Regions from separate parts of the Mus musculus genome. Here region 2 is linked to region 1. Evidence: chromatin contacts called from public Hi-C data. All regions are on one chromosome and are shown on one strand. Each heading gives the region's core, a stretch centred on a gene start, on an enhancer-like site or on the middle of the called end of the contact. The rest is flanking DNA. Distances are from core to core; before and after follow the strand shown. Region 1 has its middle 52 kb from the start of Apob. Region 2 overlaps Ldah (lipid droplet associated hydrolase).

Evidence for each region. Hi-C and Micro-C count contacts between places; a contact is called where the count stands out from the background.
Region 2: a Hi-C map of uterus shows a contact between it and region 1, with 4 times the contacts expected there. The contact joins two enhancer-like sites. A contact is called at or near these places in 2 of 484 Hi-C or Micro-C datasets (embryonic stem cells and uterus), 2 of 115 datasets of contacts at active chromatin or transcription factors (embryonic stem cells and pancreatic cancer cells) and 1 of 9 other capture datasets (embryonic stem cells).

What each region holds. Positions count from the first base shown.
Region 1 is chr12:8,025,950-8,033,419 of GRCm38.p6, forward strand. No RefSeq gene overlaps it. Among named protein-coding and RNA genes, the nearest start is that of Apob, 52 kb to the left of the region's middle. Within about 2 kb of position 4,077, at least 10 of the 459 cell types and tissues checked have an H3K27ac peak or open chromatin away from gene starts, as enhancers often do. A contact at or near this core is called in uterus, where this site is marked.
Region 2 is chr12:8,243,018-8,249,886 of GRCm38.p6, forward strand. The region is part of intron 4 of Ldah (lipid droplet associated hydrolase); the gene reads left to right. Among named protein-coding and RNA genes, the nearest start is that of Gm33037, 38 kb to the left of the region's middle. Within about 2 kb of position 1,909, at least 17 of the 459 cell types and tissues checked have an H3K27ac peak or open chromatin away from gene starts, as enhancers often do. A contact at or near this core is called in uterus, where this site is marked.

The DNA.
Region 1 (7,470 bases), core at 2,827-5,326:
CAATGGTGATAAAAAGTATGTGTGTGATTTTGGTGTAGAAATGTTGTTTGATGGAAGCAAACTGAAGACCCAGAAATAAACCCATACTTATGGTCACTTGATTTTTTCATTTAAAAAAAATCAAAACCATACAATGGAAAAAAAATAAAAATCTTCAACAAATGGTGCTGGTCTAACTGGATATGTAAATGTAGAAGAATGCAAATAGATCCATATTTATCACCATGAACAAAACTCAAGTCCAAGTGGATCAGGAATTCAACATAAAACAGGATACACTAAAGTTCATAAAACAGAAAGTGGGAAATAGCATTGAACACATTAATATAACAGACAATTTCCTGAACAGAACCAATGTCTTAGGCTCTAAGATCAACAATTACTAAATGGAACCTCATGAAATATCTGTAAAGCAAAGGACACTGTCAATAGGACAAAACAGAAGCCTACAGACTAGGGAAGGATCTTCACCAACCCTACATCTGACAGAGGGCTAATATCCAAATTTTATAAAGAACTCAAGAAGCTAGACATCAACAACCCAAATAACTCAATTTAAAAATGGAGTACAGAACTAAACAAATTCTCAACAGAGGAATCTTGGATGGTGGAGAAGTACTTAAAGAAATGTTCAAAGTCCTTAGTGATCAGGGAAATGGAATTCAAAACAACTCTGAGGTGCCATCTTACACAAATCTGAAAGGCTAAGATCAAAAACTCAAGAGATAGCACATGCTGTCGAGGATGTGGAGCAAGGGGAACATTCCTTCATTGATGATGGGATTGCAAACTTGAACAACCACTTTGGAAATCAATTTGGTGTTTCTTAGGAAACTGGGAATAGTTCTACCTCAAATCCAGCTATATCACTCCTTGGAATATACACAAAAGATGTTCCACCATCCCACAAAGACACTTACTTAACTATGTTTATAGCAGCTTTACTCGTAATGGCCAGAAAGGGAAACAAGCTAGATGTCCCTCAATTGAAGAATGGATTAATAAACTGTGGTACATTTACACAATGCAATACTATTCAGCTCTTAAAAACAAAGACATTGTGAATTTTGCAGGTAAATGGATGAAACTTGAAACTATCATCCTGAGTGAGGCAACCCAGTCCCAAAAGGAATACAAGTCTTTCTAACCTTTAACTTTCCCTCTTTCAGGGGTACCCAGCTCCTCCAGGTTCCTCATGGGGGTCCTAGGTCCTGAGAGAGAAAGCTCTGAGGAAATTTGAAATCCTGGGAGCTTAAATCCTGAGCTCATAGAGTCCTTTTATAAACAGGTTTCTCTACCAGAAGCAGTAGCAGTCTGTAGGCTGCTACCACAGGCTGTGTGACCTCTGACAAGACCCACAACTTCTAAGTCAGCATTCTTATGATCTGACATCCTGAGCTTTGAGTTATACAATAGTATGCCCTGTTTTAAGCAAATCCAAAGCATCAGGACTTATAAGCACAGAAGTTGCTGTTCCTAAATGCTGGCTGCCTGAGTCTGCAGAGTTGTCCAGCCATGCCCTCTTTAACATATAGATGGATCCATTAAGCCTCATCTCACACACATCCCTGAAGTTTTCTGGACATTCCTACAACATGCCTGTCCCTGTGAGCCATCTGTTCCCATCTCTGTATCTCTTTCTATTTTCTTTCAACTTGCCCCCCACCCCCAACCCAGTCTTCCCTACAAAGTATGAGAAGCCACCATCACTGTGGGATGAATTGAAATCTGTGGCCACAGCACTCTCATGTGAGTGGCACATGGGATAATGGTAGAACATCCACGGTGCAGCTGTAACCCTTCAGAAAAATCAAAGCAGTTATCCAATTTGTAAACATTTGTCCTTCCGGTAAGCTAACCAGTCCTAACTACAGGCATCATTAAAAACAATTCTCCCTCATTTTACAAATAAAATGGGGACAATGATTCCCCCTACCATGATTTTTACAGACTCTGTTTAACAAGATATTCAAGTTATTTTACTGGGACAAGGTGAATGACTAAAGAGTCACCCTGGACACTTGTCTTCTCTCAAAAGCAGAGATGGGAATCTTGCACAGTAGAGGGGTTGTGGATTCCAAGACAGAACATTCTCTACTTGTCCTCTCCCTCTCAGTGTCTAGAAGGTGCGCCCAACTTGTGTTCCACATGAAGACCAAGGATAGATATGAATGAATTCAGCATAATGCAAACCCACAAACTTTCATAAAACATTATGTGATTTTCATTTCGAAACTCAATTGTGCAGTTATTGAGCATACACACAGTAGACGGCAGCCTCCTACTTTAGACACTCCTGGGACCTAAAGGAAGAAGTGAGGCAAGACTCTCCATGAACAGAACGTTACAGATGATCGATCGCTATATTGTAACCAGATTTGATTTCTACTTCACCCTGTATTCACTAGATCCTGGAAACCATGGATCCATGTTCACTTTGAGTAATCAAAGAGTATTTGAAACTTACAAATATAAGACACTGTCTTAGTCAGGTTTTCTATTCCTGCACAAACATGACCAAGATTCAGCTGGGGAGGAAAGGGTTTATTCAGCTTACACTTTCCACATTGCTGTTGATCACCAAAGGATGCAGGACTGGAACTCAAGCAGGTCAGGAAGCAGGAGCTGATGCAGAGGCCATGGAGGGATGTTACTTACTGGCTTGCTCAGCCTGCTCTCTTATACAACCCAAGACTACCAGCCCAGAGATGGTCCCACCCACAAGGGGTCTTTCCCACTCAATCACTAATTGAGAAAATGCCTTACAGCTGGATCTCGTAGAGGCATTTCCCCAACTGAAGCTCCTTTCTCCATGATAACTCCAGCCTGTGTCAAGTTGACACACAAAACCAGCCAGTACAGACACCTTGGTGGGAAATATTCTTATAAGTGCCCTCTTGTCCTATGAACTACACTGGAGAAAACAAGTCTAGCATGCAGATTTCAGAGGTTTGGGGAATTTTTATAAAGCTTGGTACCAGGTCTGCTGAGGCAGTAGGGAAAATGTGTGTAGTCAGTATACTGGGTAGCAAAAGGGAAACCTGTTCCTATTGTCACAGAAATTCCTCTACTCAAAGAAAGAATCCAAAAATCTCAGCAACTTACTCCACTTGTGTACACGGTCTGCTTTCCTCTCTGCACCCCAGAGTGAGATGGGAACAGATTCTCTCCCTCTCCCTCTCCCTCTCCCTCCCCCTTCCCCCTCCCCCTTCCCCCACTCTCCCCATCCCCCTCTCTCCCTCTCTCCCTCTCCCTCTGATCCGTGCCTAGGGCAGCACATCCCTGGTTCTACTCTTCTCCGGGGCCAAATTCTCTTGTCCCTTGGTCACATACCATCTCTGGTACTCGATCTCCTATTTCACTCCTTCCTTCCCCTGCCAGGCATGCCTTCTTCAGGTTCTCTCACAGCTCACCTCCTCCAGGAAGTCTTCCTAGAATTTCCATGCCTCTCCTGAGCTCACTCGCCTTTGACTATTTGCCCAATAGTTGATCTCCCATTTTCTCTCACCTGGCCTAGAAGTGCCCAGACATCCCGGCAGGAATGGGTTCCTAGATCATCTAATGTACAAGACTCAGGATGGGCGCAAGTATACTAGACTATATTCCATCTGCTGTGTAAATGTGTACACAGGACTTACTGTTTTCTCTCAGGAAGGGCATACTCTATCCCTAGAGAATCTCCCTGCAGTCTTAGTTAAGTGCTTTCATGAGTACCTTTGTGAGTGGCCAGGCTGGAAAGGTAAACCAAGTTGTAAAGAACCGGGACTTAGGGAGAGGTAGGGCGCGCCCATCGTCGAGAGTACTAATCTCAGTTTTGCCTCTGTGGCACCTGTCTCATTACCTGTTGAGAGCCTTGTGTGTCTATAGCCTCACACACTCCCAGGCTCATTACGGGTGTTCAGGGAAGGTCTGAGTGTGTGGATGGTGGTAGGTCATCCAAACTCATCAAAGCCAGAGGATTATGGTCCCACTCAGACCCTGCCTTGTGGAGTTCTGCCCACCAGCCTCTGCTCAGCACTTGTGTGAGGCAGCCCAGCTCTCCACAATTTCTTATTCCTTCTTGCAGAAACTTTCAACTGCTGAACGGAACACACACTTCCTGTCAGCTTTTATTTTCATGATGGCTTGCTTACAAGCAGGCCATTCTGTTCTTGGAATTTCTTGTTAAAATATTTCATTTAATTAAGGTTTTACAACCAGCTCTGCTTTCTGTCTGTTAGAAGGTAGGGGCCAGTGTCGTTGCTCTAGCCTCTGCTCTCCTGGAGGCCAAGTCATCGAGACTCTGGGAGATCCAAGCCCAGGCCCTCAGGCTGCATTCCAAGGCTTCCAGCCTTCCACCTCAAAAGGACTGGGTGTGTCAGAGGCTGGATTTCCATCACAGGCCCCACTGGAGACCAGAGGGCCACCAGAGATGTTGCCTAAGTACCCTCTGTTGGGACTCTTTCTCTGCCTGTGTCTAAATCCCAACCTTTATCCAGAGAAAGTGCACAGGTGTTTATAAGCAGCCCACAGCATCTGTGTTCTCTCCAACCTCTCAACCCACTCTTTCCTATGCTGCTTCCTGACCCTATTGTTCTAGCTTTTCTGACACTGCACCCACCTACCCCCTGCCCTTAGAGCCCCTCTCAGCTCCATGGGCAGAATGCCACATTCATTCTCTGTCTACCTTCCACATGTGAATACAACCCTGCCGTGCATCATTCCCCAACATTATCCTCTGAACACACCTGGGTCCAGGGAAGCTCTGCCATCACCTTCATGGGCCAGAGAGGTCTCTGAGCTGTTGAATGGGATAAACGTGACTGCCTTTTCCCTAAGCAAGAGTGGCCCCAGGCGAAGTGGTTTCGAAAGGTAGTCTCTCCAAAGTGTGGGTGCTTTGGTCCTTCTTAGGAGAACAAAATACTCACAGGAGCAAGTATGGAGATAAAGTGTAGAGCAGAGACTAAAGGAAAGGCCACCTAGAGACTACCCCACCAAGGGAATTAATCCCATATACAGTTACCAAACCCAGACACTATTGTGGATGCCAAGAAGTGCGTGCTGAAAGGAGCCTGATATGGCTGTCTCCTGAGAGGCCCTGCCAGAGCCTTACAAATACAGAGACAGATGCTCACAGCCAATCATTGGACTGAGCACGGGGTCCCCATTAGAGGAGTTAAAGAAAGGACTGAAGGAGTTGAAGGGGTTTGCAACCCCATAGGAAGAACAACAATATCAACCAACCACACCCCCCAGAGCTCCTAGGGACTAAGCCATCAACAAAGGAGTACACATGGCTCCAGCTGCATATGTAGCAGAGGATGGCCTTGTCATGCATCAATGAGAGAAGAGGTCCTTGGTCCTATGAAGGCTCCAGTATAGGGGAATCAAGGATAGAGAAGTGGGAGTGGGTGGGTGGTGAGTAGGTGGAGGAACACCCTCATGGAAACAGGGGCAGGGAGGATGGCAAGGGGGTTTCGGGAGAGGGGTAAACTGGAAAAGGAGATAACATTTGAAATGTAAATAAAGAAAATATCCAATAAAAATTTTTTTAAAGGTGGGCTCTACAGAGATGGGAGCTGCTCTAGTCACTCAGCCCAAAACTCCAAGGACCTCTTTGTACAACAAACCAGCCAGGCTCCCCCTCTCCGTGTTCCACAGCCCCAATGCAAAGCCCAGAGTCGGGATAGCCCAAGAAGAACAAAAGTCAGGCACCCCTATTCTCCTACCAGTTTACAGCCTGGCAGTAGCCATCCCCTGGCCTGTCACAGGGTTACAATGGAGACAGATCTCTGCTTTTCTGAGCTCCTTCATCCAAGGCAGGTGGCTTCCTGACCCCACCCAATACCTGGCCTTAGAGAAGCACTGGGTAATTCTGGGCTCGTTGTTGACAGTTGCTAAGATGCCAGCTGCCACCTGTCAGGAATGTGCAGTCAGGGGTGTAGCAAAACGTGCTGTTTTCCCACACTTGTATTCCAAAAGGTTACAGGCCGTGGGTGCCTAATAGGCAGAACATTAGATCACTTGTCTCATTTAGAACAATAATCCGTTTCGCTAGGGGTCAGCTTAACACAAAGAGTCTGTCCAGACCAGGGCCCTTGATACGACTTAGCCCTCCCTTGAAACTAATGAAATTTTCAACTCGTGGGTACTTGAGTTAATAAAGTGTGCCACACATCTGCTCTGGCCACTGGCAGAAAAAAAGCCCCGAGGTTCAATTTTGAGATCACTGACATAGTGTTTGAGTGGTCCCCCGCTGGCACCTGGCGGGACACCAAATTAAGGAAAGCCCGCACAATGAATGTGTGTGAGAGAGAAAAAAACCAACATGAGTGTATACACACAGAGGCCAAGGACCCCCTCGGGGAGGGTGAGAGAGGGGAGGCCTTGGAATTATAGGAGGGAGGATTGATGGGGTGCTACCGCTGGGATTTCACGCCAGTGGCCTACAGGTAATGAATTATTTTAAAAGGAAATTGGCACCAACATGATCTTAGGTCGAAAAGTAAAAGGGGCGTGTTTTCTGTCCCATCCATGCTGAATTAACTGAGTATGCTAATGTGAGTGCCTGTGAACCAAACAGAAAGCTGTGGGGTGGGGGCAGAGAGGTGAGTTCTAAGCCTCATAGACCCACCCAGAGATCTCAGCTCTTCTCCCTCCTCCATTGCTACTGCTCACCTCCCCACTGAGGGCATTGTGTTGGCCTCAGGCTTGCTCAGGAAACAGGAGGAGCCCATTGCCTGCTGGGATATGAACTAGTCACTAGTTAAGAAACGAACTTAATCCCACCAGCAGTGGAGGAGTGTTCCTCTTTCTCCACATCCTCACCAGCATCTACTGTCACCTGAGTTTTTGATCTTAGCCATTCTGACTGCTGTGAGGTGGAATCTCAGGGTTGTTTTGATTTGCATTTCCCTGATGACTAAGGATGTTGAACATTTTTTTTTAGGTGCTTCTCAGCCATTCAGTATTCCTCAGTTGAGAATTCTTTGTTTAGCTCTGTGGACATAGTACTACCAGAGGATCCAGCAATACCACTCCTAGGCATATACCCAGAAAATGCTCCAACATGTAATAAGAACACGTGCTCCACTATGTTCATAGCAGCCTTATTTATAATAGCCAGAAGCTAGAAAGAATCCAGATGTCCCTCGACAGAGGAATGGATACAGAAAATGTGGTACATTTACATAATGGAGTACTACACAGCTATTAAAAACAATGAATTTATGAAATTCTTAGACAAATGGATGGATCTGGAGGATATCATCCTGAGTGAGGTAACCCAATCACAATAGAACACACATGATATGCACTCACTGATAAGTGGATATTAGCCCAGAAGCTCAGAATACCCAAGATACAATTCGAAAAAAACATGAAACTCAAGACGAAGGAAGACCAAAGTGTGGATACTTTGATCCTTTTTAGAAGGGGGAACAAAATACCCACGGAAGGAGCTACAGAGACAAAGTATGAAGCAGAGACTGA
Region 2 (6,869 bases), core at 659-3,158, 210 kb after region 1:
TTTTAGACCCACAGGATCATCTTTCGTTTTATATGTCAGAAGTCAGAGAGAGGGACCTTGTCAGGATGCAGTCTCATCTGGAGCTGCATCTTAAAGTGGAGCGTGCTTCTGTTCGCTGCGTTTATAAAGCGCGTCTAAGAATGTCCTTCAGCCTGTGGGTGCTAGATTACGGTGTGTGCCTACAGTGTGCGTGACTGGATTTATGTGGAGCTCAAGGGGTTGGAGACTCTGCAGATGGCTCTCCACCTTTCTAATGCTGGAACCCTTCAATACAGTTCCTCATACTATGGTGCCGCCAACCACAAAATTGTTTTCACTGCTACTTCATAATTGTAATTTTGCTACTGTCGTGAGTCATAATGTAAATACCTGTGTTTTCCGATGGTCTTAGTTCACCTCTGTGAAAGGTCCTTTTAACACCCAAAGGGTGTCGGTGCGACCAACAGTTTGATTGCTCACTGCTGAGGAATCAAGAGTAAGATGCAGTGGCTGGCATGTGAACAATAGGGTAGCAAGCTTCCCTCTTACCTAGAACCTGCTTTCTCAGCATCAGCCCTCTGCATGGTCAGAAGTTACCATCTGAGAAAGTCCTATCTCCATAAAGTCCAGATTAGGACTTACCTGCGCTGTGGACTGAATGGTGAGGCAATTTCTTACTTTTTCTTTTCCTTCGGGATTTACTTGGTGCTTGGGGGTCGTATCTCTCAGAGATAGCAGATCCTAATCCTGTGGTACCTGGCGTTCCCTGGGGAAAGTGCACAGTAACCGCGCTGTTTCAGAACAACCGCAGTGCCTTCCTCTCCTGGCGCTTCCACATGATAGCTTAAACGCCACAGCTCGCTTGTCCAGGTGCTGCAAGCCTTGCCCCAGGCTGTTGTTTACTTAGCTTTCTTCAGCAAGGTCTGTGGACCAGAGAGGACTTTTTATCCTCAGAGCAGTGCTAGTAACTGTTTTCCTGGTAGTGCTGTGTTGGGATAAAATGTGACCAAGAGATTTGCCTGTATTCTGAAAATTCTTATGAAACTGAGCCCTTTTCATTGTTTCTAAGAATGTGTTCTATCAGTCCATTTTGTGGGTTTCTGTCTCCTCCCTTAGTGTTAGGGGCCATTTCTTTTCCTAAAACATATTGCTGCTGCTTGCTATGGGCAGAAGAAACTGGTGGCCATGTTATACTGTGTGTCAATAACAATGAACAGTGTCTCCATAAAGATCCCAGAGAAAAAACTGGCAAAATGAGGGGCGGTCACTGTAAAAGCTCAGAGCCTTGTGCCTCTGTTTCTTTTTGTTTTTCTTTTCTGGGTGTTCTGATCTCTGTTGTGACAGGGTCTCACTTGCTAGCCTTGAGCTTTCCTAGCCCAGGCAGTCCTGCTGAAGCCTCTCCAGGGTTGATCATGTACACTGGGCATGTACACAGGGTGAGCCAGTACACTGGGCTCTTGTTTCAGTAAGTAGTTCAGATATTCAGAATCTTAGACTTAAAGTGTACGACTGCGACTGAGTAGCTTGGAAAACTTTGAGGAGAGTAAGAATGGCAAGTTGGGTTATTTAACGTGTCGATTCTGATTGCATCTCCTCCATATTAGGACAGAATAAAGTCAGACATTCTGCCAACTGTGAAGTTATCTAGACGGTCTGTGAAGAACAGCCCTACTCTATGGTGCCTCCGTGGCCCCATCCGAGTCAGGCGAGCAGCGAGCAGTACCTGTAACAGTGCTGCGTTCTGTTCAGTAGTCAGGCTAACCTTCAGGGAGGGGAAAGGAGATGATTAATGTATTGTAGTCGCTATGGCCGGAGCCCTGTTCCCTAGATCTAGAGATAAGAAGTGAAAGCAAAGTAGGGAAAAGCTGAGAGGTTCTGGCCCGGCTGAAGGAAGAACCTTCTCCCAGCTCTTAAGATGAAAAACAGCCCTGTTGGCAGGAGTTGTTGAACAAAGCACTTCTTCACAGCTGGAATGTTTGAACAAGCCTCTAGAAGTACATGTTCCATGAGATAGAAAGTGGGAGTCGCTTTGCCTTCTAAGCAATGAACCACTATGAGGGAAAGGAGAGAAACTAATAGCAGGTAAAATGTTCAGTTGGCTTGCAGTCTGATACATCTAAAGAGAACCATCAGGAGTCAGAGCCTGCACTAATTATGGGGATAGACAACAGGTAAGTTTGCTAGAAGCTGCTGAAGGGTCATGGGTGATGATGTCAGACATCCAATAAACTCAGTTCTCACTGAAGAAAAGGAAAGAAAAAGAGAAGGTGCAGTAAAAGGCAAGGAAGCAGGTGGTGGGCACGTTTGCTAGTCCAAGGGCACAAAGATGACTGCAGCATCCAGAGCAGTAATTCTCAGTGAAAGTAAATAGAGAGGGCAGGATGTATGCATCCTGGAGGAATTTTCATTTACTGCAAAGGAGGAATGAAAGATGCAGAAAATACAAGTGTACCCCAGACTGTCGCTCACAGCACCTTGGGGCATCCTCGGTCATTGCAGTGGGTGGCCGTAGTGGAAAGGGAAGACTCTAGGTTGTGCGACAGTTGTGCAGGCACAGGGCACAAGCCTGAGCAAAAAGGCTTGTTTCTTGCTTGTAATTCAAGTCCTCTTGAACATAGGCTGTCCCTGTTAGTTCTCTCTGAACGGTGTTACTCCAAAATCCAAATTGATGGCGTAGCCTCTGTCAGATGTCTTCTGGCTTCATGGAGAGGGTAGAAAGGAGGTGAGCTGCATTTAGTCTCCTTCTGAAGGTAACACTACTCCCCCCAGGCCACTGCAAGTCATGTGACCAGTGCTGGTCCATGAAGCTGGAAAGTCGACTCCTCTCCCAAGAGGAGAGATGCGTTTGTGAAAGACAAAACAGTACTTTATAAAAAACAGAACTGTGCATATTTATATTGTAATATAGGTATTTATCCTGAGACATTTGTTTCTCATTTTATAAATGTGTGCTTCTATCTCAGATTACATTCTGGAATGTATATCTAATTGTGAGTTAAAGTTCTGAAAACCATTCATCCAGACCTGTATAGCACAGAAGCTGAGAGAAGAGAGAGAAGGTCAGGCAAGGTGCAGTGAGATGCAGGACTGAGGAGCCAGGTCCCTGACACTCATCCCTCGAAAAAGGAAGTTTCTTTCCTCTCCCCTTTGCCATTGAGACCATGAACCTGACCTACTGTCAGCAAGTCACTGCAGTGACCTGGGGGTCAAGTTCTGGCACCTCTACGCCCAGGCCTCAGAAGTCTGGGAACTTCTATTTCCTTGGTGGCAGTAGGCAGCTGCTACGTAAGTGATCCAGCTGCTCGGGCATTGCCTGGCTGGCCACATGAGAAAGTCCTGAGGCACTTAGCAAAGCAGCCCTTTAGACCACTGAACACTAGCAGTGACCACAGCTGATACAAGGAGCCACACAGCCGTCCAACTGACCCCGTTTGAATTCCTCACCTGCAGGGTCCTGAGACAGAGCTCTACTTAGGGCTGAGAACAAGCTCACAGCTGGTTGATAAGGTAATGAGGTGGGCAGCGTCACCTTGCTGGAATTAACACCTGGGGGGTTGTCATGGAGAGTGCAGGGTGAAGTAAGAGACAGAAGCTGCAGAATGTTGAGTGGTAGATAATAGTCTAGAAGCTGACCGGTGGGAAGGAACATTCAATATAGGAAGAGAAGAATGATTGAGGGAGCATATTTTTCTTTTCCCCCATTTTTATCTTTATGTGTATGGGTGTTTTGCCTGCATGCATATTTGCATATCACATGCATGCAGAGCCAGAGGAGACCAGAAGAGGGTGTTGGATCCCCCCGAGACTGGATCACAGTCCACTGAGTTGTCACACGCGCTGGGAATCAGATCCCAGCCCTCTGCGAGAGCAGCAGATGACACTCTTAACCTCTGGCCATCGCTCCAGCTCCTCTGACTTAAGTGCACTTTTGTTTCTTCAAGTACACAGGGAAGTTTTCAGGGGAAGTAAGTGGATGTCTGCTTTGCAGTGAGTTTAGAGAGAATTGGAGTTGTAGAGGCAGAAAGTAAAAGAAGTTAGCATAGAGACATACTGAGGGCAAAAACTAAATTAAAAACAGCATCAGACTTGTAGAATTGAGATGGGGCATATGGGACAGTAATGTAGGACACTGCATCCTACAGAAGCAATGCACAGACATCTGTCATGTGACCCGCTAGTGAATCCACGGGGATCAGATGGTCAAACGTGAACATTCTTTACATCTTAGTTGATTTTGTGTGCCTGGATATGCAGAGGTAGTGGTCACACATGCCATCCCTGCACACGTGTAGAGGTCGGAGGACAGCTTGCAGGAGTCGATTCTCCCCTTGCTATACGGGTCTCAGGGATAGAACTTGGGTTAGCAGGCTTGGCAGCAGGCACCTTTACTCACTGAGGAACCTTGCCAGATCCAGTATATATTTATTTATGCCCATGTGGGCATAGTCTCCAAATCTCCAAGACTACTTTGTTGAAAACTGGACTCATGGAAAACTTCAACTTTTCAACTCAGCCATTGTTAGCTATTTGAATATTTTTGCAAATCCTGAAACTGCTTTCAAAGTGGAAAATTTATGTGGTCTTTTTTTTTTCTCATCTTTTCATAACTCAAGAACTATTTAATATATTTTTCTCAAACTTTGCAAAAAGAAAAATCACCTTTGGGCTGAAACTAAGCATGGAAAATTTCACCACAAAAGGCTAATTTTTTGGAAAGCTGCAAGAAAGTGAAACCCGGTTTATACTAGAGCATACCTCGTGCACGTCAGCATTGCGTTTTATCTAACAGGTATCCTCTGAGGGCTTCTGAGCACTGCGTAGATCTAGGGAGCACTGCCAGACACTGTAGAGGGCTCCCCCATCCCGCCAGCTCTTGGTGAAATGCGTTTAAAAGTCATAGGACAGGTGAAATGCCTGCTGGCTGAGCACCTCTTGTGTGAATTTTTGTGATGCCACTTTCTGGTCCAGGAGGAATTATTTTTTATTTCTGAGAATAGCAAATACCTTAAATTTTATCTTTAAAGTTTTTGAAAATGTTTCATCATATAAAAGTAAAATTATCAATTAACAAGAGACATTTGTTTCCCTTTCCCTCTGCGTTTGTTTCCCATATTTCTCACTGAGATGGTATATATTGCTGAATATGCTTCCGTTTTGTTTTGATTTGTTTTGTTTTGTGTTTTGCTTTGTTTTGTGACAGAATCTTAATCTAAAGTCCAGGCTGCCTGGAACTCGCTGTGTAACCCAGCTTGGCCTCAAACTAACCTGAGTCCTCCTGCCTCAGCACCCTGAATACTGAGATTGCAGGTCTACTCAAGCCAAGAGGATTATTGTGAGTTTGAGACTCATGTGGTGAGTCCCGGGCCACCTGAGCTATAGATTGAGACCCTGTTTCAAAACAAAATAAAAAATAATTTTTTTAAAAAGTAGACATATTTAGCAGCAAACCATCTCAGCCAAATAGCAGTATATGCTATTATAAAGAGCAAGGAATACTTTTTTTTTAATTTATTTATAATTTTATATTTTTATCATGACATTTTTCAAACTTTAAAAAAATCCTAATTATAAAAATTAAAATACTTGAAATTTTCAGAACTAAAATAATTATGTAATGAATTTACAAGAACCCATCATCCGCAGTTGGTTAGCTCCTAATGTCAGTTTGTTTTCACCTCACTGTTTCCATGAGTGTCTGAGCAATGGCAGTCGTGGGTGCTCACTCATATGTCTAGTTCATCGTGTGGCTTAGGAAACAACATAGCTTCTTAAAATCCCCACATCATTGGATAATATCACTCCTACCAGAATTAATAGTAATCTTTGCAACATCAGTTGCAATCCATGTTTTAATTTTCTTTATATTCAGAATTTGTTTTTACAGTATTCCTTTTTAAAACTTATTTTCTCATTATAAAAGTGAAGGTATCTTCAAATTTCAGAAAGATAGGAAAAACAGTTTAAAGCAGAGTACCCACCCATGAGGACGCATTCAGAGAGACTTCCCTCACGGAGCCACTCACTGGCTGTTTCTCCCGTGCAGCAAGTGGCCTTGGAGTGAACTAAAACAAGTGAACATGGCCGAGGGGAAAGCATTCTGCAGTGTCTGCGGGAAGAGGTACTAGTTTGCCTGGTCCTTTGGGCCAGCGAGATGGCTTAGTGAGTAAAAAGGTCTGCTGCCAAGACTGACAGCGTGAGCCTCATTTCTGGAAACCACGTGAGAGAGGGAGAGGACTCCAGAAGCTGTGCTCTGACCTTCACATGTGTTCTGTGATGTGCATCTGCACACAGACACAGGTACATACATACATACATACATACATACATACATATTTAAAGCTAACATAGCCCTTATCCCTGTGCTTAGGACCAAGAAAATACTTTAGTACCCTCCTGTTTATTTTTATTTAATAGAGAAATGAAAGAAAATTTGAACTCTTTTTTAACATTCTTTTAGGATATAAATTTTGTTTCAAATATGCAATTCCCTTGTGGCTATTTACAAGTAATGTTTTTAAGTCTCATTACCATGGTCATTATATCATAATGAGGAATGTTCTTTAATCCTTTCAGCAACTTAAAGAGGCTTTTATTATCCTGTTCATGGGGGAGAAAAAGAGACTCTGAAGGACCCTGATAATTAACTCAGGTCCAGGCAGCCAGTGAGGAGCAGTGCTAGGATCTGAACCCACCATGTTATTATGTAACACTTAGTAACTGACATCTTATTGTAAAGGGTTTCTAGAAATCCATAAAAAGAATTCTAAGCTCTCAAATAAAGATGCAAAAGATAGCAACAGATAATGGGCTGAAAAGTGTAACAGCTGTGAAGATGCACAATGTGTGGCGTGGTACTTAACCAGTTAGTGTCTGTAGAATTATAGTTCTGC